3 separate regions of the Sus scrofa genome follow, and regions 2 and 3 are each linked to region 1. Evidence: chromatin contacts called from public Hi-C data. All regions are on one chromosome and are shown on one strand. Each heading gives the region's core, a stretch centred on a gene start, on an enhancer-like site or on the middle of the called end of the contact. The rest is flanking DNA. Distances are from core to core; before and after follow the strand shown.

Region 1 (2,711 bases), core at 106-2,605:
CCATCGCAGCGGCTGATCTGATAGCACAGTCCTCGTTTCTTTGTGAGCCTCGCCTCCCTCGTTCCGGGGGGATCCTGCCCAGACTCCAGCTGGGCTCTAAGGGCCATAAACGACATCCAGACTGACTACGGGGAACTCATTTTTTCCCTTCAAATAAAACACACACACACACGCACACACTCAAAGGTCTGGCCGGATCACACAGCTAAAGTTTCCGGAACTTAAATCGTAAAACCACAATCAGAAGTTGTTTTGAAATGCTCACCACAAAAATCTGTGTCCTTTGCTTTAAGAAAAGGAAAAGAAAAGGAAGAAAAAAAGAGGGAATAAAAAAAACAACTTTCCTCTCCATAAAGGCTGGCGGTAAAGAGGGGAAAATCTAACTTAGGCAGAGGGTGTGTTCCTCTTTGTCACCCACTAGGCTCCTCGCGCCGCGCGTGGGCGAGCCGCGGGCACCCGGGAAGGCGGGGGCACCCGCGAAAACGGCCACCTTCCCGGCCCGCGGTCGGCCTCGGGGGCCGAGATTGCGGCCGGAGGTCCGGAAGCAGCGTCCGGCGCTGTCACTGCGCCGGGTGGGATGGGAGGAAGCGGGGGAAGGGCGCCGCGGGGCGGGGGAGGCGAGAGGGGACGCGCGCGGAGCCGGCAGCCCGAGTCCCGGGAGGTAAGAGGAGGGTGCAAAGGGCGGTACGGGGCCCCGAGGCCCCCGGGCTCCGGCTATTGTTGCCGGGCTGCCCCGAGGCCGGCGGGCGAGTCTCCCGCCTTGGTAGGGGAAGCCCGATCCCCCCCGCCGCCACCTCCTCCAGGCAGGACCCGCGGGCCACGCAACCACCTCCACCCGCGTCCCGGTCGGTCGGCTCCGGGCGCCCGACTCGCGCCCAAGTTGCCGCCCGCCCGCCCCGCGCGGTCATTGTTCGCCGCGCGCCTCCTACCTCCACGGCGCCGGCGGCTCCGGCTCCGGCTCCCACTCCCGGCCTCCCGGCTCTGCAGCTCCGAGCCCCCGGCGGCCGAGGGCGCGGCGGCTCCGCTGCGCGTGCGGCGGGGGCGCTCGGCTATTAATACCCGCGGGCGGCGGCAGCGGCGGCGCGGACGCGCAAGCAGGGCTGGCGCTGGCCGGCCGAGGTCCGAGCCATCAAAGGTGGCGCGGGGCGGAGGGGAGGGCGGAGCAGGCAGGGTGGGTGGGGAGCGGGCTCAGGGTCGCCATGGCCGCCTCGACGCCGGGCCGAGCGCCACTCGCTTGGGGAGGAGCAGCGGCTCAAAGCGGGCGGCGGCCGCGTCCCCGCCCCGCGCGCCAGCCGAGTGCCCGCAGCCCTGCGCCCGCGCCGGCCCCGCCGTGTCCAGGCCGGCGAGCGGGAAGTGAAGGCGGGCGCGCCCCTCCCCCGGCCTGGGCCGGCCCTTCGGCAGGGGGGGGCGCCCGGGAACCTCGCAGCCCGAGCCGCGGGGACAGCGGGAGAGCCACAGCCCCCTCCAGCGTCCGCGCCGGCGACCTGCGCGCTGGCGCGCCCCGCCCCGCTCCGCCCAGGGGGCAGGTGCGCCGCGGGGCCGCGGGCCCGGAGCGCCCCTCCCTGGCCGGGCGAGCCCACCTCCGATCCGCGCCTTACTTGGTTCTACGGCTGGAGCTGGTCTCTCCGCGCGGCAGCGCCTGGCAGAGCGCAGGAAGCTCAGGGGAGTGCGCTGCGCCACCAGAGACGCGCCGATCCGGCCCCTGTGGTTGAAAGCGAGATATGGAAGCAGGAGTGGAGCGCACCGGCAAAACCGGGAGCAGCTGGAGGACGATCGGTGACACGGGCTCCGCAAATCGTTGTTGAGGTCACGCAAGGGAGAGCCCCGCCCGTGTGCCCACCTAAGACTTTTAACTACGTGGTCGCGCGAGCGGCGGCGCTTTGCAGGGACCCACGAGCACCACCCCTTTCCCCAGGCCACACCGGCGGGCTTCCGGCGCCACCCTGGGCTGCTAGGGACTTAATCCCGGAGGGGCGGTTGTCATCCCCCCCCTCCTCCTCCGCCGCGGCCCAGAGTCCTCCGACCCCACGAATCCCCCGACAATCCCCAGGCCCACTCGCCCCCTCTGGGGACAGGAGCAGTGCCCCGCGGGGGAAGGAGTGGAATAGGTTAGGAGCTGCTTTGCAGACTCGCCTTCGGGAGTTCCGGACCTCAATGGAGGAGGGAGCAAGAGGCAGCACCGAGGAGTCTGGGACCCAAGACGGGGAGAGGCATTGTCCCCACCCTCCAGCTGGGAGCTGCCACTTTACCGTCTCCACTCCCACCCCTCCCTCAGTCCCTGATTTTACCCTTTCTTGTCTGTGTAGATGGACCCTTCTCAGGCGTGGAGGGAAAGGGACGTGCCGGCAGCGGGTTAGAAAGGAAGGCGACCCTTTGCGAGATCCCCAGGCTAGTGGGCACACCCGCCCAATGATGGGCGGCTGGCTCTAGAACCCTGATCGTTTTGCACCTTAGAGAAGTTTCCGACCTTCAGCCTAGAGGCAGGTTTCACGAGAGGCCACAACAGAACTCAGAACCACAGGTGGGGGACCCCTGGGGAAGAGCGGATTCACACAAGAACAGGGTGCCTTAGAGGTCCCGGGGCGCTGGTGCGTAGCTCGTGTTTGAGTGGTGTCTGGAGCAGATAGACATACTCTGAGATATTGAACTGGTTTTGGGGTGTGGGTTGGTTTGGGGATTTTTTTTTTTTTTTTCCTCCGTTGCACTGTGGT
Region 2 (2,711 bases), core at 73-2,572, 500 kb before region 1:
GGCTTTGTGGCTGGGGACTGTACTGCCCTGAGCACTGGATCAAGGAAGTTCCCATTGCGGCTCAGTGGGTTAAAAATTCACACCGCATCCATGAGGATGCAGGTTCAATCCCTAGCCTCGCTCAGTGGGTTAAGGATCCGGCGTTGCTGTGAACTGTGGTGTAGGTCGCAGACGCGGCTTGGATCCCATGTTGCTGTGGCTGTGGTGTAGGCTGGCAGCTGTAGCTCCGATTCGACTTCTAGCCTGGGAACCTCCACATGCAACAGGTGTGGCCGTAAAAAGAAGAAAAAAGTGTTTCCTGTAACACTTCATGTTTCACATGTGGCTCAGGGAGGAGCGAGTCAGGAGGCAGCTCTCACAGAGCTCGGTTTTGCAGGTGTCCCCAGCTTTGCAATTGCCAAGAAAAAGTGCCAGGCCCTGCCCTCAGCTGTCCCTTTGGCCAGAGAGGACAGTCACAGCTGCCCCCTGCTGTTCAGCAGATTTCACGCTCCACGAGACTAACCTCCAGTGAGGTGTGTTCGCCTTACCTGCTCCTTGGTTTGGTCTGCACGCCTGGGAAGAATTCTCAACATGTTCCACTCAGCGAGGAAGCGTCACCACCCACATGTGTCCAATAAGTGCTAAGGGCCTACAGCAGGCAGCCCAGGTGGGCGGGAGCCCTCGGGCAGGATCAGTGGCCTTAGAAGAAGTGAGATCCAGAGGAGTTCTCCTTATGGTGGCATCGCTGCAGCACCAGGATGCAGGTTCAATCCCCAGCCCCAGACAGTGGGTTAAAGGATCCAGAAGTGAGATCGCTCCCTTCCCCCTTTCTCCCTTCCCTTCCCCCTCTCTCCCCTCCCCCTCCCTCTCCTCCCCTCCCCCTCCCTCTCTCCCCCCCACCCTCCCTCTCTCCTTACCCCCCACCCCCTTGGCCAGGCAGCCGTCTGCAAGCCGGGAAGAGAGGCCTCACCGGAAACCAACCCTGATGGCATCTTCCTCTTGGACCTCCAGCCTCCAGAACTGTGAGAAAACAAATGCCTGTTGGTTAAGCCCCAGGCCGTGGCCTTTTGTTGAGGCAGCCTGAGCTGATGAGTACTGGGTCCAACTGTCCCTTTTTGTCAGGGTCTCAGGGAGTTTCAGGGGCAAAAGCTGGGACGAGCTGATCAGCCTAATTCGTGAGACAGTGTATGTGAAGTGCTTGGGCCTCCAGCAGTGCTTGGCACGCAGTAAGGGCTCTGTAAATGCCAGCAGCCATTGTTCCAGTCAAGCTACTTAGTAAGCACCTCCTCTGGGCTATTATTACAGTTTAACATACCAAGGGTACAAAATAGATGACCCATGAGTGTGGAGTTGACCAGCATTTACTGAGTACCCAGACCAGATCGTCCGGGTCCAGCTGTGATGGGTTTACCTAGGGATGTGTCAGGATGGGAGGGCAAATCAGGCTGGGAATCTGGGGTCTGGGGGGTGGCCCCCAGGCCCTTCTCTCTCCACTGTCCCACAGCAGAAGCCACCACCAGTCAAGGCAGTCACCTCAGTTACTTCCTGCTTCTTAAAAAAAACCCAAAAAACAAGCCTGAGGAGCTGGGCAGGGCGGGGGCCCTGGGCGAATGCCAGCAGGTGTTTTGTTTAGTGGCTCTGGGCAGGCCCAGCTCTGATGAAGCAAGGTCATCACAACGGCTGGCCTGGCAGTTCCCCAGTTCGGCCACAAGATGGCAGAAGAGAACATCCTTGGGGGGAAACGAGTTAACAAAAGACTGAGAAATATCCTACTAGGAATTTTTTGTGAATGCGCATCAGAAAGCCTGGGCATATACTGTGTGTTTATATTTCTAGAAATCTTATTCTTGGGACTGGCAGAGTGGACCTCTTTTATTCCTGGGACTCAGATACAGATTCCAGCAGGGGTCGCTGTTCCTCAGGTTGGCCCCAGGCGGCCGGTGGAAACACTGGCTTTGGATGAGTTGGGGAAAAAATACAGGTTTATCGAGTACTTCCTACAAGCCAGAGTATGCATGACTCAACATTATCCTCATCCATTTATTTGTTTGTGCAATAAATATTCATTAAGCATCTACTGCTTTTCAGGTACTGATATAGGCCAGATAAACTAATAAATAGATAATAATGTCAGGTGTTGATAAGTGCTGTGAAGCAAAAATAAACAGACTAAAGGGTGATGGCTGGTATTTCAGCTGAGGTGGCCAAGGAGGGCCTTCGGAAGAGATGACATTTGAGCGGAGACCTGAATGGAGTAAGGGAGCAAGACAGGGGAAGAACATTCTGGAAGGGGTCTGACCCAGGGCGGATGCCTGAGATGGGAATATGGTTGGTGTGTCTGAGAACAGAAAAGAGGCTCCTGTGTCTGGAGTGTGGTGAGCAAGGGCCAAGGGAGAGGTGACTCAGGCTGACCTTGGAGGGCCTTGGGTCCTTCCCTGCTCACTGGGAAGCTGGGACAGTGGTTCTCAACACGGGCTGCTCCTTAAAATCGCCCAGGGGGCTCTAATGAGTGCCTGGGCCTCCGCAGGCCGTGGAATCAGAGCTCTGGGCTTGCGGCCTGGGCATCTGTTTTTTTCTACATGCTCCAGGGATTATTAGCAACCAAAGTTGAAACCACAGCATTTGACATCATGCGAGAGCACACAGAAATGGTAAAAACACGGGGCAGACACCATGATTCGTGTTAGAGCGGGCCTTTCAGGAACAACTTTGGATCTAATAAGTGCATGGAA
Region 3 (2,711 bases), core at 115-2,614, 420 kb before region 1:
TGCTGGCACGCTCCCAAGTATCAGGGTTCATGCTTTTCTTAACTTTCTATTTGTTACATTCTCTTCACAGTACTTGGGGGTGACACGGCTTCACCACCAAGTGACAAGGTCTCTGAAAGTCCTCTGGACCAATTGGGGGGGGCGGCGCCGGGGGGGGGGGGGAGAATACAGATTTCCAAAGGGAAGGCAAAGATTACATTTTAGCACCTCACTCCTAGTCTGATCCAGAGCTCTGAATACAGTGACACTTCAGAGAATAAACAATCCTTTTTTCAGGGGGAGGACTTTTTAGTTTTTTCCAATAGTCTGTGAACTCGTGGGGGCTCATTTTTGTTTGTCCAACCTCGCCCGCGGTGCCACGTGGGCATTCACCGGTCCTCACAACCGGGGATACGGCACATCACTGCAGTGGCTGCCACTGTTTGTCGTTGTAAATAAAATACTACTTTCTGGAGGCAGCACTGATTCATTCCTTCTTATTTCTTTCCTCTGTAGTTGGAGGAGAGGTGTCTAAAAGGTGGAGGCAGCGGAAAGAGCGGGAGAAGGCCAGGGGAAAGTCTAGACAGGGTTTCCTTTCATTGTGTCCCTTCCTCCTCCCCCTCCCTCCCCCACTTTCCCCTTCTCGGGGGCAGACGATCCCCTATTGTAATTTACATATTCTTAAATTTGCATATTCTCCGGGGCCCAGAGAGGGTGGGGTTCAGCCCCCCACTCCTCAGCTAAGTTTACAGCTCCTAGTATTCCAAGCAGGGTGTTTTCAAGTCGCCAAAACGCGGAATTAACTACTCTCGGCCTCTCCCCTCCCGCTTTCCTCCTTGGGTTGGTTGGAAACTTCACCCAGACACCAAGAAGCTCCGCCCTGGTAGTTTTGAACCGGCCACTGGCTGAGGCCCCGCTGGGCACGCTCCCTCTCGAGGTCCCCCTGGCCCCGACTCTGCCCCCGGAGAGGTCGCCGGGAGCCCGCTTCCCCGGGGCCAGGCGGGGAGGGGTGGGCTCGCGCGGAGGGCAGGAGGGAGATGGTCTGGCAAGAGTTGGCACTCAGCGAGCCCTGGCCGCCCAGTCCCCCGGGGCGCCCGACTGGCCGGGGCCTGGGGGCGGTCGCCCCGGGACCGCCTTCGATTGTGTCCCCCTCCCCACTCCCGCCCGCGCGCCCTCTTCCCAGCTCCGCCCCGCCGGCTGGGAGGGGGGCGCAGCCCGCGGGAGACGCGCGGACCCCCACCCGCCCGGGCCGGCGGCAGCGCAGGCGGCTGCGGCCTAGGGCGCCCGGCGGCCGCCAGCCTCCTCCTCCCCCTCCCGGAAGCGCGGGGCGGGGTCCCCGGCCGGGCCGCGGGGGCGGGCGCGGGGGCCGGGCCGGGGCGGGGCGCGCTCGGCGCTCGCAGGCTCGGCCGGCTGTGCGCGCCCACTCCGGCTCCAGGCGGCCAGCGCACGGGCCCAGGCCGCCGGCTCCCAGCCGAGAGGCAGCAGCAGCCGCCGAAGCGGCAGCGGCGGCGGCAGGAGCGGAAGCAGCTCGCGGCGAGGCCCCGCGCCCCTGGCAGCCCCTCCCCGGCGCGGTGCATGGAGACGCGGCCCGCCGCCGGCCCCTGAGCCCGCCGCGCGGCCCGGGACCCGCGGGGGCTGGGGTGGCCTCGGGCTCCGGCCGGCCCACCGAAGCCGGACTCGGGCTTGGCCGGCCGCCCCCGCCGCCCGAGGGCTGCGCGCGGCCCGCGGGCCTCGTCGCCCGCGCGGATCGCCGCGGCCCGGCCGTCCCGTCCCAGGAAGTGGCTGTCCTGACCGCCATGGCTCACTCCCCGGTGCAGTCGGGCCTGCCCGGCATGCAGGTAGGCAGGAACCCGGCTGCCGAGGGCAGCGAGGGATGCCCGGGCCGGGGCGGAAGCGGGGAACTTGGCGGTGTAAACACGGCCCCCTCCCCCTCCGCTGCCCCTTCCGGGGTCGCGCCGGCCTCCCGCGCCGCGCTCGCAGCCCCCGGGGCGCCCCGAGCGGCCCCGCGGCCTGGGTCTCGGGGGCGGAAGGGTGCAGGGAGCTGGGGCCGCGGCCTGGAGGCGGCCCCGGCGGGCAGGGGGTCGAGGGGGCCGTGGGGGTGCCGGCGCTTCGCCCTGCCCGCGTCCTCTGCCCCCGGCGCCTCCCGAGCCGCAGGCCCCGCGCCGGCCCATCCCCGGGGAGAAGTGATGTGGGGAAATGCCCTTGGAGGCCCGGCTCGCTCTCTGGGCCCCGGCGCGGGCGGCGGGCGCTGGAGGCCCCGGGCCGCCCCGGCGAGGGGGCAGTAAAGTTGAGAGGCGGGAGGGGAGCCCCGGGCGCGCCCCGACTGGTCCGGGGCCCGCGGGGCGGCGGAGGCAGGGCGGGGTGGAGGAAGGTGTAACTGCCAGCTCCACTTCCAGCGCGTTTGTTCGGCGCGTTTCCTCCTGGTGCCGACGGAGGGGAAAGTGCGAGCCCGTAAACCTTCCGGAAGAAGGGATCCTTCGAACCCCGTGCCCTCGAGGGTGGATCCCGGCACGCTGGGCTTTGCCTTGGATGCAGCCCAGTCCCTTCCCAGTAAACCTCTCCGATGCTACTTGGTGGCTCCTTGGCCTTCCAGTGACTTTTTTTGGAGTGGGGGCAGGGGTGCGGGGGGTGGGGGCGGGGAGAGAAGTTGCATTTCCAATTTACAGGACTGCGTGCAAGTTTTTCGCCATGGGGGACTGTTTAAAAACTCTTTGAAAAATAAAACCCCCGTC

Evidence for each region. Hi-C and Micro-C count contacts between places; a contact is called where the count stands out from the background.
Region 2: a contact with region 1 is called in a Hi-C map of omental adipose tissue, with 2.4 times the contacts expected there. The contact joins the enhancer-like site here to the promoter of FARP1 in region 1. A contact is called at or near these places in 1 of 5 promoter capture datasets (fetal skeletal muscle), 20 of 47 Hi-C or Micro-C datasets (alveolar macrophages, embryonic fibroblasts, fetal heart ventricle and 10 more) and 1 of 2 datasets of contacts at active chromatin or transcription factors (skeletal muscle).
Region 3: a Hi-C map of embryonic fibroblasts shows a contact between it and region 1, with 1.9 times the contacts expected there. The contact joins the promoter of STK24 here to the promoter of FARP1 in region 1. A contact is called at or near these places in 1 of 5 promoter capture datasets (liver) and 5 of 47 Hi-C or Micro-C datasets (embryonic fibroblasts, heart right ventricle, retroperitoneal adipose tissue and 1 more).

Annotation. Positions count from the first base shown.
Region 1 is chr11:67,143,266-67,145,976 of Sscrofa11.1, reverse strand. FARP1 (FERM, RhoGEF and pleckstrin domain-containing protein 1) reads right to left here and starts at 1,355. Exons shown (of 27, transcript XM_021065374.1): 1 at 930-1,355.
Region 2 is chr11:67,644,327-67,647,037 of Sscrofa11.1, reverse strand. No RefSeq gene overlaps it. Among named protein-coding and RNA genes, the nearest start is that of SLC15A1, 45 kb to the left of the region's middle. Within about 2 kb of position 1,322, at least 16 of the 83 cell types and tissues checked have an H3K27ac peak or open chromatin away from gene starts, as enhancers often do. A contact at or near this core is called in fetal liver and omental adipose tissue, where this site is marked.
Region 3 is chr11:67,564,295-67,567,005 of Sscrofa11.1, reverse strand. STK24 (serine/threonine-protein kinase 24) reads left to right here and starts at 1,364. Exons shown (of 11, transcript XM_021065380.1): 1 at 1,364-1,817. The coding sequence starts at 1,776.